Linked DNA regions of Danio rerio: all the other regions are linked to region 2. A link is a contact called in public Hi-C and Micro-C data. All regions are on one chromosome and are shown on one strand. The core of a region is the stretch at or near the end of the contact, and the rest is flanking DNA. Distances in the headings are between cores, read along the strand shown.

Region 1 (3,347 bases), core at 9-2,508, 130 kb before region 2:
TAGCTTCTGTTTTTTAAGTCACCATAGAGTTAAATAGTTGAATTTGACCATTTTTTAAAAATATACAACAAATGAATTTAGTTTAGCTTAGCTTAGCATAATTAATTGAATCGGATTAGACCATTAGCATATCACTTCAACTACCCACATTCACTTCTTGCAGACTTCCTAGTTTCTCTACAGTAGTAAATATATGATTATAAGCTATAAATTATTTAAATAAGGTGTTTCATCTTGGATTATTTCCAGCTGTAGCCTTTTTTTTAACACAGATCTATCAATTACCTGTGGTGTTATTTCAATGACAAATGTCGTAAGCGCAGTATTAGATGTCAAGATGGCATTTATATAATAGCCTACAAGCATGCAAATCTCTGCTTGCTCGCTGATTTCCTCTGAACATGCACAAAACTTCTTGCACGCCCCTCAAATATAAGCGGCTCAAGCACAGATCTTCTTGTGCGCTCTCAAATAAACGCTGCTGAAGTGCGATTTAGTGCGTTTACGTAACTAGTATGTCTCGAGAATTTATTAGATATAATGTAATTTACTGTGAAAAATTACAGTGACGTTATGAAAATCTGGAAAAAAATTTTACAGTGCAGATGCGGATGAAGCATCAAGCGTGAGTGATTTACATGTTAAGTCAATGCAAAGATTTGGCTTTAGTATTGATTAATCTAATGTACATGCACAGATATGATTTTGTAGAGCAGGGGTGTCAAACTCAATTACTGGAGGGCCGAAGCCCTGCAGAGTTTAGTTCCAACCCTCCAACACACTGACCTGTAGGTTTCAAACAAGCCTGAAGGACTCAATTAGTTTGATCAGGTGTGTTTAATTAGGGTTGGAACTAAACTGTGCAGAGCTGCGGCCCTTTTGGAACTGAGTTTGACACCTGTGCTGTAGAGCTTCTTATTAAAAACATGAATTTAAAAGAGAGATGTGTGAGGGGTGTACTTATATATGCTGAGCACTGTATATAAATTTAGCAGTCCCATGAAGAAACACAAGTGTTCCCCCTGAATGAAAACAGAAACATAAAACCAGATTTCCTGTTTTCATATTACTATCAAGTTTGGGCCGTACAGATGTGCTGGTCATTGAGTGAAATCAGTGTGAGGAATGCAGAGTCGTGTACTCGGCTTCTGGAAATGAATGAGACACATCCCTTCAGTGTCCATTAACCCGTGCATATTCCACCGTTCCCAGCGGACTCCATTCTCACTCATTCTGAATGCTGGCAGTCGATGTGGAAGCCGCTCTGCCTCGACGCCCAGCGCCGTTTCCTGCCATTGTTCACTTCACTGAGGTTACGTGGTCTATAATAACAAAAGAGAAAGAGCCTTCCCACGATTCCTGACGAAAAAAAAATCCTTTTGCAAGAGGACATGTGCTTTCTGTGTGTACAAACATAATGGATGACTGCGAGCGGATCAACGTGTGGCAGCGTGTGAACTTTGTTTAGGTGGATTGTAATGTCATTTTTAATTAAAGGAAAGATTTCTGGTTTCTCAAAGTAACTCAAAAAAGAAGGGTTGAAAATACATCAGGTAAAATGTTGGAAAAAACACCTGATCTGCTGTTTTTTTTTTTTTTTTTGGAATGTTCTGCTACTAAAAATAAAATAAAATGCTAAAAAGTGATCTCATTCTGGGAGAAATATCTGTGTAATGACTAAAATAGAGTGAGATATTCAATCTCACAATTATTTATCACAATTATCTAAATGTACAGTTGAAACCAGAAGTTTACATACACTGTATAAAAAGGCACATTAACCATTTAAAAAAGTCAGATGTTAATGTAACTAAACGTTTTCTCTTTTGGGTAAGTTAGGATTATCACATTAGTTTCTGTTATACTTAATAGCAGAATATTGAGAGAGAGAGATTTTTTGAGAAATTGTTATAACTTTTCTTGACAGCCAAGTTTACATACAATAAGATTATTATACCTCTGAAAAAGCTCAGATGATGGTGTCAAGGTTTTGGAAGTTTCTGATTGGCTAATTGACAACATTTGAGTTAATTGGAGGCACAACTGTCGAATAGTATTTAAAGAAAACCTCAAACACACTGCTTCCCTGTGTGACAACATGGGAAAATCAACAAGCCAGAATCAACAACAAAGCCAGATTACAGTTTGCACTGGGAAGAAGAATAATTTTTGGAGACATGTCCTGTGGTCTGCTGAGATTGAACTGTTTGGCCATAATGACCAGTGTTACATTTGTAGGACAAAGGGGAAAGCTTACAAGCCTAGGAACGCCATCCCAACTGTGAAGTATGGGGGCGGCAGCATCATGTTGTGGGGCTGTTTTGCTGCAGGAGGGACTGGTCCACTTCACAGCATAGATGGCATCATGAAGAAAGAACATTATGTAGAAATACTGAAGCAACATCTCAAGACATCAGCCAGGAAATTAAAACTTGGCCACAAATGGGTCTTCCAAACAGACCATGACCCTAAGCATACTGCCAAATTAGTTAAAATGTGCTTTAAGGACAACAGAGTGAATGTGTTGGAGTGGCCATCACAAAGCCCTGATCTCAATCCTATAGAACATTTGTGGGCAGAGTTGAAAAAGCTTGTGCGAGCAATCTGACTCAGTTACACCAATTCTGTCAGGAGGAATTGACCAAAATTCCTTCAAACTATTGTGAGAAGCTTGTGGAAGGATACCCAAAACATTTTACCAAAGTTATACAGTTTAAAAGCAAAGCTAAAAATACCAAGAAAATGTGTGTAAACTTTTGACTGGAAATTAATAAAAAATTCTCAAAAAAAAATCTCATTATTCTGGCAATTAGCAAAGTGAATAATTTAGGTAATCCTAAAGGATCTAAAATAGTAAATTCATAAATCAGAAATAGTATGATTTACCATCAGACATTTTTTTAATGGTTATGTTCCTTTTTTTAGAGTGTGTGTAAACTTGTGGTTTCAACTGTAAGTTTAAAATCTTACACTATAAACAAATAAATGAAGAACATGGATGAACATGACAGAAAGAAAAGCACTGGGTAATAACTACACTGTGAACAACGTCCTGTAGCCTGTTAGCCAGTAAATTACTGTAAATCAGTTACAGAAACATTGTGATTATGAATTGCAATTATTTATATTGGACAAGTATTCAAAAAAGATTTGTTTGTTTGTTAATTTGTAGATTGGAATCAGAAATCTGTCATTTGGAGAATGAAGAATTACAGATCTCAGCTAAAGAGCAGGTTCTCCGAGAGCGACTGCGGGAAACAGAGAGATCCATTGAAGATCTGCAGAAGGTAAAAGATACTCAATGCAGACAAACCAAAAGAATCCTTAAAACATCCTTGGACACTTTA
Region 2 (3,171 bases), core at 139-2,638:
CATTTAGCAGTCTTTATATTGTTTACCATTTTACCTTGAATATTCGATCGGAATTAGCATGCAAATATGACTTCTAAACAACATTAACACAATCTAATTCACCGTGAACAATGTTGTACTTTGATAGTCATTTGCTGCTAATATAATTTCCCTATTTAGAATTTCTATGAGAATGTCTGAATATATGAAACCAACTTGACCTCTATCAGACAAGCTGATCTCTCCACATCAGATGAGGAAGTCTGAAATTACTGTGGAGTTTTTAACTTTGTCTTTTATTTAATTAAATACATCTATGTTTGAAGCCTGTTATGAATACCCTCAATGTGCAGTGTTTGTGTTGTAGGTCTCAGATGAGCCGACTGCTGGAGGAGGATGGGGTGGGGTTTTTCTTGTTTTTTTTAAATGTGTGTTTTCATTTTAAATAAAAATAAACTTATATTTACCCCACACTGGTTAATCTACGTGTTGCTCTTTAGTTCTACATTGTGATTTCCCAGCTGTTTGAGCACTGCATCAAGATTTAGTGATCCTGAAAAGTTCTTATATGGATCAGATTGATCCAATGCGATGTTGCTTTGAAAAACTGGCTCAAACAGTAAGCTGGATTACATGATCACGGATTGCAATAAAAAAATACTAAATCCGGATCAATTTTATCCAGATTAAACCTTTTTAAAAACCAAACAAAGGGCTAAGCCAAAAAGAAAATGAATGAATGAATGAATGAATGAATGAATGAATGAATGAATGAATGAATGAACATATTTAAAGAAACACAAATGTGTATACTGTATAACATTTGTAGGCTATAAATTTGTATTCATTAGAAAACAATTATACATTAAACAATGAATAATTTTTAGAAAGTGTAATCTGATTAAATAGCTAAATTAAAATAAACTAAAATAAAAGATTTGATTTAGAATCAATTGGGTGAATTAAAAATCATGGAAATAAGGCTATTAATGACTAAAATAATAATAATTATTATTATAATAATAATAATTCATGTAGGTCAAAATAAATTAATATTTTCATGTGAATCATGTCTTTACAAAAGACTTTAAGATCTCTTTACGACAGAGCATCATCATGACGTGAAATTAGATCACTGCTTTTTCTTAAGATCCTGTTTGACTAGTTCCTAAACCAGGCAAGCAGGTTGCGTCACTTCGGGGATTTCGATTTACAGTATATAATTTTATAAAAGTTTCTACATTTTAAAAAAACGCATATACGCTAGCCAATTTAATCTGCTGACATTCAGTCAACAAATCTGTGTGCGTCCTTTTAACTTAATCAGCAGCAGTGTCGTTTGTTTGTGTATCCTTGACCGCTGAAACATGACGAACCACTGAAAGTATTTCAGCCCGCAACTTCCCCATAGCAGAATGACGCGTATGGGCACAGTAAACAGTCGACTCCGTTCTGTTTGCCTTTAATAAGTCCACATCGATCATGGTTACCTGTCGAAAATACATCGCTCCTCTGGTCTTCAGCGCCCAGGTGGCCAGCTCGTTTTTTGACACCGCTCTCCAAATGGTCGTCAAAGAGCGATGCGCAAACGCCACGGACTCAGACGGCCAGCAGAAAGCCATCACCAACTTCAACATGACCTATAATATGATTGCCAAGTTCATGCCGTTTCTGCCCGCGATCCTCCTGGCTAAAGTCGGAGACAGGGGTTACAGGAAAGTGCCGATAGTCGTTCCACTGGTCGGCTACTTTCTGTCCAGAGGGTTGCTGCTGTTGGATGTCGCTTTTGATTGGCCTCTCCAGGTGCTGTACGCGGTGCCGGTGATCCACGGACTGTGCGGGGGATTCGCGTCCTACTGGGCCGGTGTGATGGCGCTGGTGTCTGTCAGCTCTGGGGAGGAGGAGCGCTCCGTGAGCATCATGATGACCGAGCTGGTGTACGGAATCGCCGGCTTCATCGGGAGTTTGGCTTCTGGTCACTTATTCGCCCTCTATACAGTTAATCTCAAGCAAGGGGTCATTTTATCCGGTTCTAGTGTGGTCCTGTATCTTTTATGCCTGCTTTACGCGGCGACTTTCCTGCGCGTGGGTCCTCCGGCGGTGCTTGGAGATCGGCTGGAGCGCCGGGAAAGTTTTGGCATCATCAACCACGAGGCCCGGGATAAAATCAACATCGCTTTGCTGTTCGTCAGTGGGATTCTGTACGATATCGCAGTGGCCGGAGGGATGGAGATGCTGGCGGCGTACGTGCTCAAAGAGCCGCTGAACTGGGGCGCGACGCTGGTGGGGTACGGGAACGCGGCGGGGTCCCTCCTCTTTATCACTAGCTTTTTGGGGGTGAAGATGTTCACGAGATTGTCTCTAAGGGACGAGAGCATGATCATGGTAGGCATGGTGTCTTTCGCGACTGGGATCTACTTCATGGCATTTGTGACCACAACTCCAATGTACTTTTTGGGTAAGTAATTAAAATTAAATAATTAAATATAAATTAAATTAATAAATAAAATAATTTAAACAAATATTTTATTTAGTTTTACTTGATGCTTAATTACTTCCCAGAGATGGGTTGCGGCTGGAAGGGCATCCGCTGCGTAAAAACTTGCTGGAATCAGTTGGCGGTTCATTCCGCGGTGGCGACCCCAGATTAATAAAGGGACTAAGCCGACAAAAAAAAGAATGAATGAATGAATTATGCTTAATTAACCCTTTTGCAAGCGTACTTGTGTCCAAAACAGACCAGAGAGCATACACTCCAAAAATATGTCTGCTGTTAGTTCAAACTACTTATTTAAAATGAGCTAAAAAATAAAAACAATTTTTGAGGTTTTAGGAGGAAAACTTAATTGTTTTGCGTTCAATTAACTTAAATTCTATAAAAAAATTATAAGATAACTTAATTCCTTCATGTTGTTTCAACACAAATCAGTTGTGTGGATTTTTTAGTGTAGAGTTTAAGTAAGAATTATTAGCCCCCCTGAATTATTTTCCCCCCAATTTCGGTTTAATAAAGAGATTTTTTCAACACATTTCTAAACATAATAGTTTTAATAACTCGTCTCTAATAACTGATTTATTTTATCTTTGCCAAGATGAAAGTAAATAATATTTGACTAAATATTCTTCAAGACACTTCTATACAGCTTAAAGTGACATTTAAAGGCTTAACTAGGTTAATTAGGTTAACTAGGC
Region 3 (3,172 bases), core at 562-3,061, 230 kb before region 2:
CTGCCCATCTTAAGACTTGTTTGCAGGAAGAATGGGACAAAATTACACCTGAAACACTCTTCTGTTCCTTAAGGCCTTTTAAGTGTTGTGAAAAGTGGTAAACTGTTCCAACTTTTTTTGAATGTTTTTGTGTGTTTAAAAGCGAAAATTGGAATATGTGTCAAAAGTTTCAGCTCACACCTACTATATCATCCGAGATTACAGATATAAGAAAGCTATATTTATACTGTACACTTACTGTAATATTTCTGGCATCACAACTGTTACATATTACAATGTACTTATATTTATATTACAATGTACTTATATTTATATTACGATGTACTTATATTTATATTACAATGTACTTATATTTATATTACAATGTACTTATATTTATAATACGATGTACTTATATTTATATTACAATGTACTTATATTTATATTACAATGTACTTATATTTATATTACAATGTACTTATATTTATATTACAATGTACTTATATTTATATTACAATGTACTTATATTTATGTTACAATGTACTTATTCTTTATTACAATAGTCCAAAGATAGACCAAATGTGTAGTCATTTATTCCTGTCTAATTATGGTTTTAAACTATTTATTTTTCTTTATTGATTTAGAACTAACATCTAGAACAGAAGTAGATACAATTTTTACTACCTTTCCATTTTTCCCCAAGCCATTTTTATGAGTTTGCCTTTTTTAAAATGCTTCTTTTGAACAACAATTCATAAGAACAATCTGACGTTCAATCTGTTCTTTCTTTAATGGAAGGGTGGCAATAATTTGTCCATGTCTGTAATTGTTTATGACATAATAAAATGTTTAGTATGGTGCAATTTGTTTTTTACAATACTTAAGCATCTATAACCTTTTTTTTTCTTAAGCATTATGAACTCTAGAGGCCCTTTCATACACCCGGCGCAATAAGACATAGGACGTATTTCCTTGATGTGTTGCTATTTTCAGACCAACGCAAACCTAATTTACTCGTTTTCTGACACGTTGTTTACATAGCAAATCCATTTGCGGCACTTTGAGGACTCATGGGTGTTTTGTTTTAGAAAAGAGGTGTGTTAAGGCGCATTGTTGGTACATTGCTATATTAAGGAACTAAAATAGACTTCGCAATAGACTAGCAAAATATTTTACTATAAAATCTAATATAAAATCGTACTCTTTTATTTCACTTGCTAAAATATTTTAAACATTATTATTTTCTACATGAATATGAAAACCAATGCCTTCATGCCTTCTTCATCATAAACTTTTTTAGTCTATTCATGACAATTTACGTTTGTATAATTCATTCATTTTCTTGTCTTGCCTTTATTAATCCGGGGTCGCCACAGCGGAATGAACCGCCAACTTATCCAGCACATTTTTATGCAGCGGATGCCCTTCCAGCCGCAACCCATCTCTGGGGATCAGAGGCACCCGGAGGAAACCCACGCGAACGCAGGGAGAACATGCAAACTCCACACAGAAACGCCATTTAGTGATTATATCATTAAATGTGCAGGGGGGCCTTACAATATTTTCCAGAAAAAAAGGGGGTCTCAGGCAAAAAAAAAAAAAAAGGTTGGGAACAACTGATCTAAAACATCTTATTTGTGTTCTGAAGATTGAAACAGCATGAAGTAAACACAGATGTTTTTCTTATTGTTTGTTTTAAATAGCAAACGTGGTTTTAGCTTTAGTAGTCTGTACAAACTCTGTCCCAAATGACCTTAAATAGTTGACTGATGAGGTGACAGTGCAAACGGTGGCAACTGAAAGCCCCTTCACGGACAAATACCAGAAAGAGCGTCAACAAAGCGAACATTGTACGAGTGTGTGATTTCTGCGGCTCCGTCACGTACATAAATGGCCTTGTCCTTTACGCCCACTTCTACGCTTTTTAATGCTGTTCAGGATTCTTTGTCTGAGTGTTTTTGTACTGTGATGTGTAGTAAATATGAGGGACAGATCCAGCTAAAAGGACTTAAAATCTGCTAATACTGTACACAAACCCTATTTAATGAATGGTAGAGGGTACAGCAGATGCTCATGGTTCAACAGAGCAGACCTGAAATCAGTGCTGCGCCTCTTGCTGGGCACACTTTTGACCGTCAGGCGTCGCAGGAATGCAGAGGATCGAGTAACCAAACAACAGATGCTAGTTTATGCTGCAGATCTGAAGAAAGTGAGTAGATTGGTGACTGCTTTATTCATCTCACTGTGGTTAGATCTTTAATTATAATTATTATAACAATGATTTTATTATTGATTTTTTAAACTTCTGCTTCACTTGATTGCGTTGTTTTCTTTGTTTTCGGTTCGAATCATATGTACAGTTCAAGTTATTAGTTATTATTCTTGTTCTTTTTTAAATATTTCCAAAATGATGTTCAACAGAGCAAGGAAATTTTCACAGTATGTCTGATAATATTTTTCCTTCTGGAGAAAGTCTTATTTGTTTTATTTCGGCTAGAATAAAAGCAGTTTTAATTTTTTTAAGAACCATTTTAAGGTCAAAATTATTAGCCCCTTTAAGCTATTTATTTTTTTAATAGTCTACAGAAAAAAACACTGTTATACAATAACTTGCCTAATTACCCTAACTAACCTAGTTAACCTAATTAACATATTTAAGCCTTTAAATGTCACTTTAATCTGTATAGAAGTGCCTTAAAAATATCTAGTAAAATATTATTTACTGTCATCATGACAAAGATAAAAGAAACCAGTTATTAGAGATTAGTTAATAAAACTTTTATGTTTAAAAATTTGTTGAGAAAATCTGCTCTCCGTTAAACAGAAATTGGAGAAAAAAAATAAACAGGGGGGCTAATAATTCTGCCTTCAACTGTATGTCAAGTACGCAATATCACATAAATCATGAATGCTGCTTTTAACAGTCCAAATGTATCCTATTGTGATACTTAAGTTAAAATTGGGTTATTTTAGAAACCATATTGCATGCTTTTGCGGTTTAAAATATATAGTTTCATTTAAGAGTATTCTTATGTTATGTTCAGCAATTTTCCATGCTAATTAGAATAATTAGTTTTAAAAACATAAACAAATAAAGTTCTGTAATCATTCACTCATCACATGTTGTTTTAAACCCATATTATTATTTTTATAATATTTTTAACCCATATCTATATAATTATTTATAGTTAAA

The links. A called contact is a pair of places that touch in the nucleus more often than the background predicts.
Region 1: a contact with region 2 is called in a Micro-C map of caudal fin, with 4 times the contacts expected there. The contact joins the enhancer-like site here to the promoter of slc46a2 in region 2. A contact is called at or near these places in 3 of 18 Hi-C or Micro-C datasets (caudal fin, hematopoietic stem cells and an unstated tissue) and 1 of 4 datasets of contacts at active chromatin or transcription factors (embryo).
Region 3: a Hi-C map of an unstated tissue shows a contact between it and region 2, with 12 times the contacts expected there. The contact joins the enhancer-like site here to the promoter of slc46a2 in region 2. A contact is called at or near these places in 2 of 18 Hi-C or Micro-C datasets (caudal fin and an unstated tissue) and 1 of 4 datasets of contacts at active chromatin or transcription factors (embryo).

The regions. Positions count from the first base shown.
Region 1 is chr10:5,268,488-5,271,834 of GRCz12tu, forward strand. It overlaps palm2akap2 (PALM2 and AKAP2 fusion), which reads left to right. Exons shown (of 12, transcript NM_001370836.1): 4 at 3,173-3,287. It also overlaps a transcript of lyrm7 not described here and a transcript of plppr1 not described here. Among named protein-coding and RNA genes, the nearest start is that of palm2akap2, 78 kb to the left of the region's middle. Within about 2 kb of position 1,259, at least 12 of the 62 cell types and tissues checked have an H3K27ac peak or open chromatin away from gene starts, as enhancers often do.
Region 2 is chr10:5,397,174-5,400,344 of GRCz12tu, forward strand. It overlaps slc46a2 (solute carrier family 46 member 2), which reads left to right and starts at 1,389. Exons shown (of 4, transcript XM_017357996.3): 1 at 1,389-2,437. The coding sequence starts at 1,462. It also overlaps a transcript of lyrm7 not described here.
Region 3 is chr10:5,165,615-5,168,786 of GRCz12tu, forward strand. It overlaps a transcript of lyrm7 not described here and a transcript of plppr1 not described here. Among named protein-coding and RNA genes, the nearest start is that of palm2akap2, 25 kb to the right of the region's middle. Within about 2 kb of position 1,812, at least 6 of the 62 cell types and tissues checked have an H3K27ac peak or open chromatin away from gene starts, as enhancers often do.